Linked DNA regions of Sus scrofa: region 1 is linked to region 2. Evidence: chromatin contacts called from public Hi-C data. All regions are on one chromosome and are shown on one strand. Each heading gives the region's core, a stretch centred on a gene start, on an enhancer-like site or on the middle of the called end of the contact. The rest is flanking DNA. Distances are from core to core; before and after follow the strand shown. Region 1 overlaps PLCB1 (1-phosphatidylinositol 4,5-bisphosphate phosphodiesterase beta-1). Region 2 overlaps PLCB1 (1-phosphatidylinositol 4,5-bisphosphate phosphodiesterase beta-1).

Region 1 (6,263 bases), core at 2,705-5,204, 190 kb after region 2:
GCATAGTGAACTATATCTAATCATTTGCGATTAAATATGATGGAGGACAATGTGAGAAAAAAAACTGTATGTATATATATATGTATATAAAATATCTAATTGGGTCACTTTGCTGTATAGCAGAAGTTGACATAACATAAATCAACTATAATTAAAATTATTTTTAAAAAAAAGAGGACATGGGTTTGATCCTTGGCTTTGCTCAGTGGGTTAAGGATCTGGCATTGCTGTGAGCTGTGGTGTAGGTCGAAAATGCAGCTTGGATCCTGCATTGCTGCATTGGTTGTGGTATAGGCAGGCAGCTACAGCTCTGACTTGACCCCTAGCCTGGGACCCTCCAAATGCCTTGGGTGCAGCCCTACAAAGACAAAAAAACAAAAACAAACAAACAAAAGATACATGCTGTTTTAGCTCAGTGTGGTACAAAGACCTGTACCCAACCAAGAGTTAGATTATTTCCAAAGTTTCCTTGGTCACTGCTTTAGTCCCCGAATCTTTGATTCGATCTAGGTCAGATCTTCTGCATATCACAAAAGACTGTAGGAAGTCAGTGGATTCTAGGAATTCCACACTTGGGAATTTAGATACTCGCATTCCGAGAATGTGATGAAATAAATTATGTTTTACTTTCTGAATGAGCTAACCGTGGCTGTGCCATGAAGGTGGTGTTGATGCTGTCTTTCAGCTGGCTTTATAGAGAACTCACAGAAAGAGCTAAGGATATAGAAGACCTACACTGACCACTGCTGCAGCCATAGCTCCCAACTACGTGTAGCTGTTGAGCGCTTGAAAGGTTGCCAGTGCAAACTAAGATGGACTGCAAGTGCAAAATTCCCACCTCATTTCAAAGACTAAGCCCATAAAAAGACTATAAAATATCTCAGTAATTTGTATGTTGATTATATGATTAATAATATTTTTGAAATATTGGGTTAAGTAAAGTATATTCTTAAATTATTTCCACCTGCTTATTTCTACTTTTTATAAAGTGGCTACTGCATTTTTTTTTTTTTTTTTTGGCATGCCCTTGGCATGAGGAAGTTCCTAGGCCAGGGATCAAACCCATGCACAGCAGCGACATAATCGCTGGATCCTTAACATGCTGAGCCATGAGGGAACTCTCTGGAAATTTTAAATTGTATGTGCGGCTCACATTATATTTCTATTGGACCAGATATAATGGAAGTCTTAGCTTTCAAACTAAAAGGTCAGGCGCAGTTAAATCTCACCAGCTCTTCATAATGTCTTACTGTACCTATTTCTGGTGTAGAATCAGCCCACGGTAAACACAAAATGGTACATTGCCCCCAATTATAAATGCTTTCACCAATGCATAAGGTTGCCATGGAGCTGGAAAAGTCTGAAGTTTGACCCATAGCCTGGAAAATGCCATACCAGATACATATTTTAAAAATCAGTGCCAGTAGTTATTAGCCATAAATAACCTATTTGAGAAATTTTGTTTTAAAGCTGTTAAAAAGTTATTGCAGGGAGTTCCGTCGTGGTGCAGCAGTTAACGAATCCGACTAGAAACCATGAGGTTGCGGAATCGATCCCTGGCTTTGCTCAGTGGGTTAAGGATCCAGTGTTGCCTTGAGCTGTGGTGTAGGTTGCAGACGTGGCTCGGACCCCGCGTTGCTGTGGCTGTGGTGTAGGCCGGTGGCTACAGCTCCGATTCGACCCCTAGCCTGGGAACCTCCATTTGCCATGGGAGTGGCCCTAGAAAAGGCAAAAAGACCAAAAAAAAAAAAAAAAAAAAGTTATTGCAAAACTTTTCTGTGTGTACCTCAAGTTTGCTTCACTTTCTGCTCTTCAGTGCTGTCTTCCCCAAGCCCTCCACCAATAGTCTATAGAGTCCAAGGTTTCAATATTTGACTGGACTGTGACAGTTTCCTAACTGAGTTCCCACTGTTTTGTTTCTCACCCTCAGTTCCACCCTGCACTTGGCTGCCAGATAACCTCCTTAACATACCGTCTAGCCCTGGCTCTCCTTACCTCTTACCCTAAAAGAAAAGCCTTCAGTGATACTAGATTTTTTGCTAAACTCTCTCCAGAAAACTGAACAAGACATTAAATGCTCTCCTTACTCTCACCTCAACTCTCCTATTTTGTGGTAACTTCCCGTCTTTCTTCCAATTCCCTTTAGCCCATGCCCCATTCCCACTGAATCCTGACACTAAGACATACCCCATGGAATAGTGGGAATCTTTTTATAGCATATACAATGCTGTCATCTCAGATTTTCTTTCCTGAAGTACAGGTACTTCAAGGGATAATTTAAACTGCTTGATCGCAATCATTTGTGCAAAATTGATTTTCATTTAATATTTATGTTGTCCTGCTTAATTTTATATAACCTCAGAATGAAAAAGGCTTCAAGGAAAATTAAAGGTTTTTAATTTGAGGAGTTACATATGTACACTTGAATTGATAATAGTGTCTTTCATTGATAACTTAATTTGTGTGACAGTTTTTACTGTGCTTATTTTTTAAATAAACTCAATATTTTAAAGTAAAAAACAAAAACCAACCAGGAGCTCCCACTGAGGTGGCTCAGGTCACTGAAGGTGCAGGTTCAATCCCCACTGGGCACAGTGGGTTAAAGGATCTGACATTGCTGTTATCTTCAGCTCAGATTTAATATGCCGGCCATAAAAACAAACAAAAACAACCCAAAAAAAGCACTGCCTAGAGCACCCTCTTTCCTCTCCCAACACTCTATACCCCAAATTCTACCTCAAATATTACTGTATTACACAACAGCATATTATCAATGCCTTAAATCAGGAGGCAAAACACAAAAGACCAACACAACTACAGTAGAAATAACAAAACAAGGTGGAAAAGCTGTTAAACTAAAAAAAAAAAAAAAAAAAAAAAAAAAGAAAAAACATGATTTCATTGAGGAGAGAGCCAAGTCAACTACATCAAATGATTACATTATTTAGTCCTTATGTCATCTTCTATTAGAAGTTTTTTGTTTTGTTTTGCTTTGTTTGCTCTGGCCCAGAATGTTAATTGTGCATTTAACATTATCACCCAGAATGGAACTTCAAAATTTTTTTGTAGATTTACTCTTTTCCATTTTCCTGGAAGCCAAGAGATATCAGTGGTGAATGGTGTGAGGTAGGGATTGAGATTAGGACAGTAGTAAGGGATTTATCGAGCTGGTGTAGAATATGACATTGCACTGGATATTGTATGGCATTGTGACTGCAACCAGTTTAGAGAACTACTAGAACTGCAATTAACATTTAAAGATCAGATTGCTGGGTATAGCTACTTTGGCTTGACTGGTGAAATAGGAAGACCCTATTTGCAGGTGTGATGAAAATATATTTGGCTATATTTTAAACTCTTTATCTGTTTATATTCCAGGAAAATAGTTAGACATGCTTGGATATTAGAGGCAACACACCAGTTATTTATCTGTAGGTATTTTTTAAAGTAGATAGAATTTTGTTTATGGATAAAGAACATTTCCTTAGGAAAGGAGTAGTCACTCAGGATTTGAATTTAACTATATCATTTTCACAGAAAAAATAAAAAACTTAGGTGTACAAATTGAGCTAATTTGTCTTCCTAGTAGCCTGGCTAAAAACATGTGTCTAATGACTGTACAGTATTTAAGCTAGCACGAGTGCGATTTACATTTTTCAGGAATGGACAAATGAGGTTTTCAGTTTGGCAACAAACCTGCTGGCCCAGAACATGTCCAGGGACGCATTTCTGGAAAAAGCGTAAGTAGCTCTAATTTTATTGCTAAGGGTGTTACTTCATCTGAGTCAGTTTCCTTTCTCCTTTGTGAGTCTTTTGTTTATGCTCCACTGGCTTCTCACATTGATAAACATAAATTTCCCTGTGGGACTTGTTAGAGAACTGATATGTCCACTGTTTGGAATTGGAAGACTTCCAGGAAAGCTGGCTCTGTCCTCAGAATGGCATATCCGCGTTACACTGTGCTCCGCTGAATGTCAATGCCTTTGACACACAGTAAGGAGATACTTCCAAATCCTGGCAGCTGTACTCAGAACCAAAAATTATTCATTTCAGAGCATCTTTGGTCCTACATCTGCCTGTGTTGTATCAATTATTAATCTGAGGAAGAGAATGAACAACATATGGGACTCAATTCTGAGTCTGAGAAATTGTGATAGATGCTACTTAAATCAATAGGCTGATGTCCTGATTCCTGCCATGATAGACCACTGCAGCAAGGGTTAGTAAGAAAAGAGAAAAAGGATGTAGAGGAAAGAGCAGAATGAAAAAGAAAAGGAAAGAGAGCAAAACAGGATTACTCAATAGCTCTGGAATTACACAGTCTCTTCTGAAATTTATTTGACCAAGGAAAATAATGATCTCTGCCAGATGAGCAGCCAGGAAAGCTAGTTGTTTTCACTTTGGAAACTGTGGATGTCCAGGAGGCTGGGAAGCCTTGAAATCAAAACCACAAGCAGAAACATTACTAGGTGGTCCTTTATTTTATTTAACGACTTGCTCTCTTCGCTCTTCTTCTGTAAGACATCCCATCCCCATAGTTCCAGACTGAAGACTCCAGCCCACATTTCCTCACACCCGTCAGTGAGTTCCTTTACTGTGTCTTCACTCAAATACTCTTTCATGTGATCATCTCATCACTTTACTTTGTCACCTCAAGGACCCTTCCTATATCCTTTTCCCTCTTCCCCTTCCTTTATTACTCTTTTTTCATTTTCTTTGATCTTACCATTCTTCCTCTAACAGACATTTCTAGAACATCTGTTGTGCCACATAATGTTAATGAAAGGTGAGAAGAGGTAAATAAGATGTTTTACCTGAAACATTGCATAACTTGCAAAACATCTAGTTGGCTCATCCTATTTACTGCAAATGTCCATTTCCAATAGCTATGTCCCTGTGAATAGCTTCTATGTACATTCTAGACCATGCTTTTCAGTGAACACATTATAGGCATTTCTGTTGCACCTACACCTAGGTATGGGATTGCTGTGTCATAGTGAGAGCAGTTGGTAGTCCCAGTTTGCACACCCATCAACAGAGTTTGTAAGTTCTACGACTCCTTCTCTCTAGCCACATGTCCAGAAGCAGCTGAAGAGAAAAATGGAGTTGTATATTGACACAATGGAATACTATACAGTAATGAGAGGGAAAGATCTACAATGAAAAGCAAAAATATGGATGGATCTTTAAAACACAATATTGAGTGAAAGAAGCCAGACACAGAGTTCCCATTGTGGCTCATTGGGTTAAGGACCTGATGTAGTCTCCATGAGGATGCAAGTTCAATCCTGGCCTTGCTCAGTGGGTTAAGGATCTGGCGTTGCCACAAGCAGCAGTGTCGGTCACTTGGCTGGGGTATTGCCATAGCTGTGGCATAGGCCTCAGCTGCAGCTTCAATTCAACCCCTAGTTTAGGAACTTCCATATGCCACAGTTGTGACGATTAAAAAAAAAAAAAAAGAAGGAGAAGCCAGACACAAAAGAATGTGATTCAATTACATAAAGTACAAAAATAATCTGAGCTGTTCAAAGTCAGGATAATGGTTCCCATTTGGGGACAGGTTCTGGAAGTGGGCAAGAGAGGGGCTTCTTCTTGATTTGAATGCTGATTGCAGAAACTTGGGCAATTTGTGAAAATTCAGCAAAGAGTCCATATGCACGAGCCCTTTTCTGTGCATTTTGTTCTTCAATAAAAAGCTTTTTAGAAGTTAAACACTTGTTTCTGTTTCTCCAACAGCTATACTAAACTTAAGCTGCAAGTCACTCCAGAAGGACGCATTCCTCTCAAAAAGTAAGCTGCGTGAGCATTTCACATTATTCTCTTTTATTTTCCCCCTCAAAGATTTGAATCTGTGCCATGGCTCTGTTTTATTTCTCCACCGGCCCAAGTGGGAGCATGGGAATACATGGTAACCCCACCCACACACTACTTACGCACCTCAGGGTAGCTGGTTTTCTCATAGAGATTTCCTGGGCCTCCCCCCTTTCCTGTGGCATCACTTTCAAAACACACCAAAGCAGGAAGGGGTTGGAGGGGGTGGAACTTTACTGCTAAACCCAAAAGACCATCTGAGACCCAGGTCTATTCTAGGAATGGAAACTGAGTGACCTTGGTGCCTCTTTCTACCACAATGACATTAGCCTCAAAGCAGGGGTTGCAAATTCAAATGTCAACAGAAGCCAGGCAGGGAACATACATGATGAAGCAGCCCAGGAGCAGGAAAGAAAACTGAAGCATGAAATCCCATCAAAAGGAGAAAAGGA
Region 2 (5,758 bases), core at 2,593-5,092:
AGATGATAATAGGGTACTTACAGAAGAGCCTGATAATAAAGACCTTCAGCCAAAGACTTCCTGAATATGATATAAATTTCTGAAGGGTAGAGTGATATGCTGTAAGAGAGAATTGATTTGAATGCATTTTCCAGCCAAGGTTTTTGATACCTCGCAGTGTACTGGTTGCAAGAGAATCTGATCACAGAGTAAGAAATTTGATCAGTGTAATTCTAACTCATGTCAATAGGAAATAATAAATACTCTTTATTCTGGAGGTTTGCTGGGTGACTTAATACTTATCTAAATACAGATGGTTTTGCATGAACTTTGGGAACTGTATTTGCTTACTAATGTACCAGGCAGATATGAAACATGAGCAGTGATTGACCAGGAGAAACAATGTCTCTGAAATCATTCAAGCTTCCAGGAGAAGTTAAAAATTCCTATGAGGAGGTGGGGAAGGGGGAAGGTCAAGGGGTGGGAGCCTTCTCAAACTGTGTTTAGGAAGGCTGACCATTCCCCTTGGCTTGCTCAACTCTGAAGCTCTTTGTATTAGAAAATTTCCTTAAACCAGTTTAAATATCAATGCAGGAAAGTTAACTGAGCAGCAACAATAAGGCATCTTACCTGGACTTGTTATGTAATTAATATAAAGAAGCATTGTATTAAGATAAATGAATGTGGAAAAAAATATAAGAATCTGGCTTCAAGAAATATGTCCTGTTCTAGTTTGCTATTCATATAAATGAAAATAGGACAAGGCACACTGCATATAACTGAATATAGAATATTTGTAGAAACAAAATAACATTTAGTTTGTGTGTGTGTGTGTGTATGTGTCTATATACAGGATATAATTTAATGATTCATTCATCTTTTATTTTTATTTTGAGAGTTTTCTAAAAAATCTGCCTATATTTTAAGTAGTTAATTGTACCTCTATTTTTTAAGAATTTTCCTGATTTTTTTTTAAATTAAAGCCCAGTTCAATGAATAGCTACATTAAGAGTTTAGTGAAAGCCCCAAATCAAAGTTGTCTTCTTTTGCAGTTAATTCAGGTGGATCTATCTTTCTTGACATCAGTTATCAAGATTTACAATACTATCTATTCAGTTTTTCTTGGTTTTATTGATGAAATCCAGAACATGTAACTACTTCTGCCATGCTGTAGAAAAACCAGTAAAACAGCCAAACATAAAAACTAAGCATGCTGGGATAATACTATTAATTATGAAATAGCTACAGAGTCATCTTTGTTTACTTGAATATTAGTTTACCACAGAGAGACTCAGTAAAACCCAGTTTTCCAGACAGCAGAAAAAAAAACTGCATTTGACATTTTGATTTAAAAGTATATTGTGGGAGTTCCCGTCATGGCACAGTGGAAACGAATTCGACTAGGAAACATGAGGTCGTGGGTTCCATCCCTGGCCTTGCTCAGTGGGTTAAGGATCTGGCATTGCTGTGGCTGGGGCATACATAGGTCAGCAACTGTGGCTCCAATTGGACTCCTCGCCTGGGAATCTCTGTATGCTGCGGGTGTGGCCCTAAAAAGCAATAAATAAATAAATAAATGTGTGTTGTGGTGTTTAATGCAAATGGCAATTGACTATGGATCCTGGCCTTGCATTGTATTTTTCTTGAACATTATTGGCTGAAGTGGAAGTTCCACCATCTTGCTGGGCTGAGACCCCTGATTTTTACATGGTAATGAATGAGTATACCACTCATATTAATTTAAAAATCACTTTTACCAATGTGAGGAAGAAATTGGCAAGAAGGCATATTGACCATTAGCCAAACTGGAGACGGATATATGCTTATTTTTCTCTGTTGGCTGTTCCCTTTCTCCCAAAGTCCATTCTCCACCGTTGTCTTATCTGCTCCTTTTCCCAGCACCATGACTCTGGGTGACAGTTGGAGTTTGGCCAATGAGAGACAGTCAGGCTATTGGAGGGAAGTGAGGAGAGACATGAGGTGTTTATCTTCCATCCTCCCTCCTTCAGCACCACATTTGTTGCAGTGGCTGAATATCTCCTCAACTGCAGCTCCCAAAAGACAGCCCCTCTTTTACAGCTCCAGCTCTCATGACATAGAGTCAGTCTTTTCCCATCACATCCCTACCTCTGCTTCACCACATCTCTTCAGGACCAGGGGTAACAATAGCCCCCCAACAGTGGCTAATCCTCCATGCACTGGCTTCCCTTATTGGTTCACTTGACCTGCTTGTACCTCTGAGTTCTAAATCTTGATTAAAATCTCTTCACTTTGGAGTTCCTGTTGGGGCTCAGTGGTTAATGACTCTGATTAGCTTCCATGAGGACTCAGGTTCAATCCCTGGCCTTGCTCAGTGAGTTAACGATCCAGCGTTGCCATGAGCTGTGGTGTAGATCACAGACATGATCCTGCATTGCTGTGACTGTGGTGTCGCCAGCAGCTGTAGCTCCAATTGGACCCCTATCCTGGGAACCTCTATATGCCACAGGTACGGCCCTAAATAGACAAAAACAAAAACAAAAAAACTTTTCACTTAATATTTATTTTTATTAAATTTTGGAGGAGGTGGAAGTTGGAATCTTGACTGATGTGGGATTTGTTTTTATTTTATTGCAGTATAGTTGATTTACAATGTTGTGTTAGTTTTTCTGTATGGCAAAGTGATTCAGTCATGTGTGTGTGTGTGTGTGTGTGTGGGTGTGTGTGTGTGTGTGTATATGTATATATAGCCTTACATGTATGTAAAGTATACATATATTCTTTTTCATGTTCTTTTCCTTTATGATTTATCACAGGATATTGAATACAGTTCCCTGTGCTATACAGTAGGTCGTCATTGTTTATCCATTTTATATATGTCTACATCTGTTAATCCATTAATCCCAAACTCCCAATCACACCTCCCCCACTACCCTCCCTCTTGGCAACCACAAATCTGTTCTCTATGTCTATGAGTCTGTTTCTGTTTCAAAGATAAGTCCATTTGTTGACTGATGTGGGATTTAAAAATTTTTTTTATTAAAGTATAGTTGATTTACAATTTTCTGTCAATTTCTGGTGTATGATGTGGGATTTTTTTCCCCTTTATTTTTAGGGCCACTTCCGCAGCATATGGAGATTCCCAGGCTAGGGGTCTAACCAGAGCTACAGCTGCCGGCCTACATCAGAGCCACAGCAACTCCAGATACCAGCCGCATCTGCGACCTACACCACAGCTCAGGGCAACGCCAGATCATTAACCCACTGAACAAGACCAGGGATTGACTTCATGGTTCCTAGTAAGATTCATTTCTGCTGCACCACAACAGGAACTCCTGATGTGGGATTTTTAAGTCCCTAGTATGGGAACACTTAGGAAAGAACGAGATGAGAATTAGCGGTCTGCACATGAATAGGTTATTTAGTCAAGCAAATGAGTATCTCATTGTATAGTCAAACCCAATGAATGGGTATTTTTGATGGATTGTATCTCAGTGTTATATCCTTCCTCTTCTTCTGGTCAGTTATTTTTATTATGAAATCCTGTGAAGCCATCATGGAAGATGTAGTTTTCAAATGTTATTTGAAGCACAATTTGGAGATATAGTTGATTCATTGCATCATAGCATGAAGGTTCAAAGGGCTCTCAATGATCTGGAATCCTGGATACATAAAATTGGGGTTTTATTGAAATTGCACACACATTACAGTATGCATGCATGAATGTCCACACACTGAATGATTTGCTTTGATCCAAATGCAGTGTGAGGTAACATTGTGATTTGGCCATTTAGAAATATTTGTCACATTCTAGACATCATTAAAAGAAGTCAAAAGCCAACTGTGCTCTGGATCAATCAGACCGCAGCTGAAGACATGCTTTCACTTTTGGGCATTACCCTGAACAGGTCAACAAACAGGAGAGCTGTGTAGTAAATGGTTCCAAGCCCAGGGTTTTGAGTGCTAGGTTTTAGTGACCGGTTTTTACTCCGAGATCCTTCACTTACTAGCTGTGAAATTTGGGAGAGCTACATACCTGAGGTTCCTCATCTCTGAGGTGGGGATCCTAAGACATTTGGAGTATTCATTGAGAAAATGTTCATAAAGCAGTGCCCACCATTTCAAATACTCCACAAGTAATGCCTAGAATACCACCCATAATCACTAGGGTATGACTGGTCTGGAAACCAAGTTACATGAATCACGGTCCAGAAAACTGGGGAGCATTTTGTTTGTGGTAGAAAAGATGTGCTAAGGGATGGGGTCAGCTTCTTGAGAAGTGTGAAAGATGGTTCAGTAGGAAAGAGAATTACCCTAGGGGATCAGAAGGAGACACTCAGTAGAAATTACAGGGAAATATAATTTTGCCCAATAGCAGGACTTTTCTAGTTTCTAGATGTCCGACAAGGAAACAAGCTAATGAGAAAGTCTTAGAGTCATTTTTCAAGAAAACTGGATAATTAGTATGTGAACTTAGACTTTAGCAGGAAATCCTGCAATAAGGGCTGGAGGAGGGGAGGGGCAGGACAGAGAGAAAAGGTGACAAAAATGACCTTTAATTTCCTTTGGGGACTTTATGATTTCCGACACTGTGTATGTTGGACAGAACATCAGGAAAATGGCTCCAGCCTTTGTTTATGTTCATGTTGCCTTCTTTCAAATCAGCCCTTTGGCAGTAGCCCTGAGACATGCTGTCCCAACTAAACTTGACAATCCCACCTGTATTTTCCCATGGAGACGATTTTGCCTGCCAGATTTTGCCTTTGGGTGACACACAATGGCTTCTGTGTCACCAGCTTTGCAAACTTCTTCAAGAAACTGCTTTTAGGGCTAGGAGCTTATGAACTTGGACCACATCCCTTTGAAAAGGGATTTCTTTTCTTGACCAGCATGAAAAATGTCTTGAGCGGGGCAAGAAACCTCACAGGGTTTGTGTTTTTCTGTTGGCCCTGCCAGGTATTTTTACCTTAATTGGGTAGGCTCTGGAAACCTTCAGCATTCATCAGTCTTGTGTCTATTTCTGTTTAAACCACCAGTAGTTGATAATTACAGTTTTTCAAAGGTACTCGGGCCATTCTATGTTTTTGGTAGGAGCAAAGCCTTTGTGTGGAAACGTGGCTGAAACACTTCTAAGTAAGTCTGTGGATGTTTATGTTTACATTTAGAAGGCAGTGGAAGAAGCCTGAGCTGGCAGAGTAATTGCTGTGTTAGGCACCCCTGAAGACAAATGTGAAAACCCTTCTTATAAAAACCTGTTTCCACATCAGGATTCCTACTGAGATGGAAATAGCAATGTCTACCATTTCTGAGCAAATCTGGAGAAAATGTCCACATAATATCTCAAGGGTAATTCATTTTTGAAAAAGAAGTGTTCTTTCTACTGACTCCTTCTTTTTGGAGGAGCATTTTGAATTTTTCAAACTGTGCTTTCCTGTCCTGTCTGGATTTTAGTTGTTTGTGTAGAGTAGTGATGGCAACAAAGTGAAGAAATGGGTCTCACTCGAATCAGTTTCAGTTGTTTAAGGTCAACAGGTGGCTTCTAGTTATGAAAGGAAATTGCATTTGCTGAGAGGCATGGCTAAGGGGATTTGATGGGATGAACTTGGAGGTCCCTTCCTGTCCTGATGTTTTCTGACTCCATGAGCATACCAACTACCAGGGAATGCGACATTTCTTAACTCATCAATTGGCTGTTTCAAATGCCAATAAAGTGAGAAGGGGAATGGAATCGTCTTCAATGAAAATTCAATGAAAAGAATAACATAAATGGTCAGTCTTGGTTTGGTGAACATTGCTGGCA

What was found. A called contact is a pair of places that touch in the nucleus more often than the background predicts.
Region 1: a Hi-C map of liver shows a contact between it and region 2, with 4 times the contacts expected there. The contact joins two enhancer-like sites. A contact is called at or near these places in 2 of 47 Hi-C or Micro-C datasets (embryonic fibroblasts and liver) and 1 of 2 datasets of contacts at active chromatin or transcription factors (skeletal muscle).

Annotation. Positions count from the first base shown.
Region 1 is chr17:17,510,912-17,517,174 of Sscrofa11.1, forward strand. PLCB1 (1-phosphatidylinositol 4,5-bisphosphate phosphodiesterase beta-1) reads left to right here. Exons shown (of 33, transcript XM_021077401.1): 5 at 3,661-3,740; 6 at 5,737-5,790. Among named protein-coding and RNA genes, the nearest start is that of PLCB4, 400 kb to the right of the region's middle. Within about 2 kb of position 3,955, at least 24 of the 83 cell types and tissues checked have an H3K27ac peak or open chromatin away from gene starts, as enhancers often do. A contact at or near this core is called in liver, where this site is marked.
Region 2 is chr17:17,325,114-17,330,871 of Sscrofa11.1, forward strand. All of the region lies in intron 3 of PLCB1 (1-phosphatidylinositol 4,5-bisphosphate phosphodiesterase beta-1), which reads left to right. Among named protein-coding and RNA genes, the nearest start is that of PLCB1, 320 kb to the left of the region's middle. Within about 2 kb of position 3,843, at least 1 of the 83 cell types and tissues checked has an H3K27ac peak or open chromatin away from gene starts, as enhancers often do. A contact at or near this core is called in liver, where this site is marked.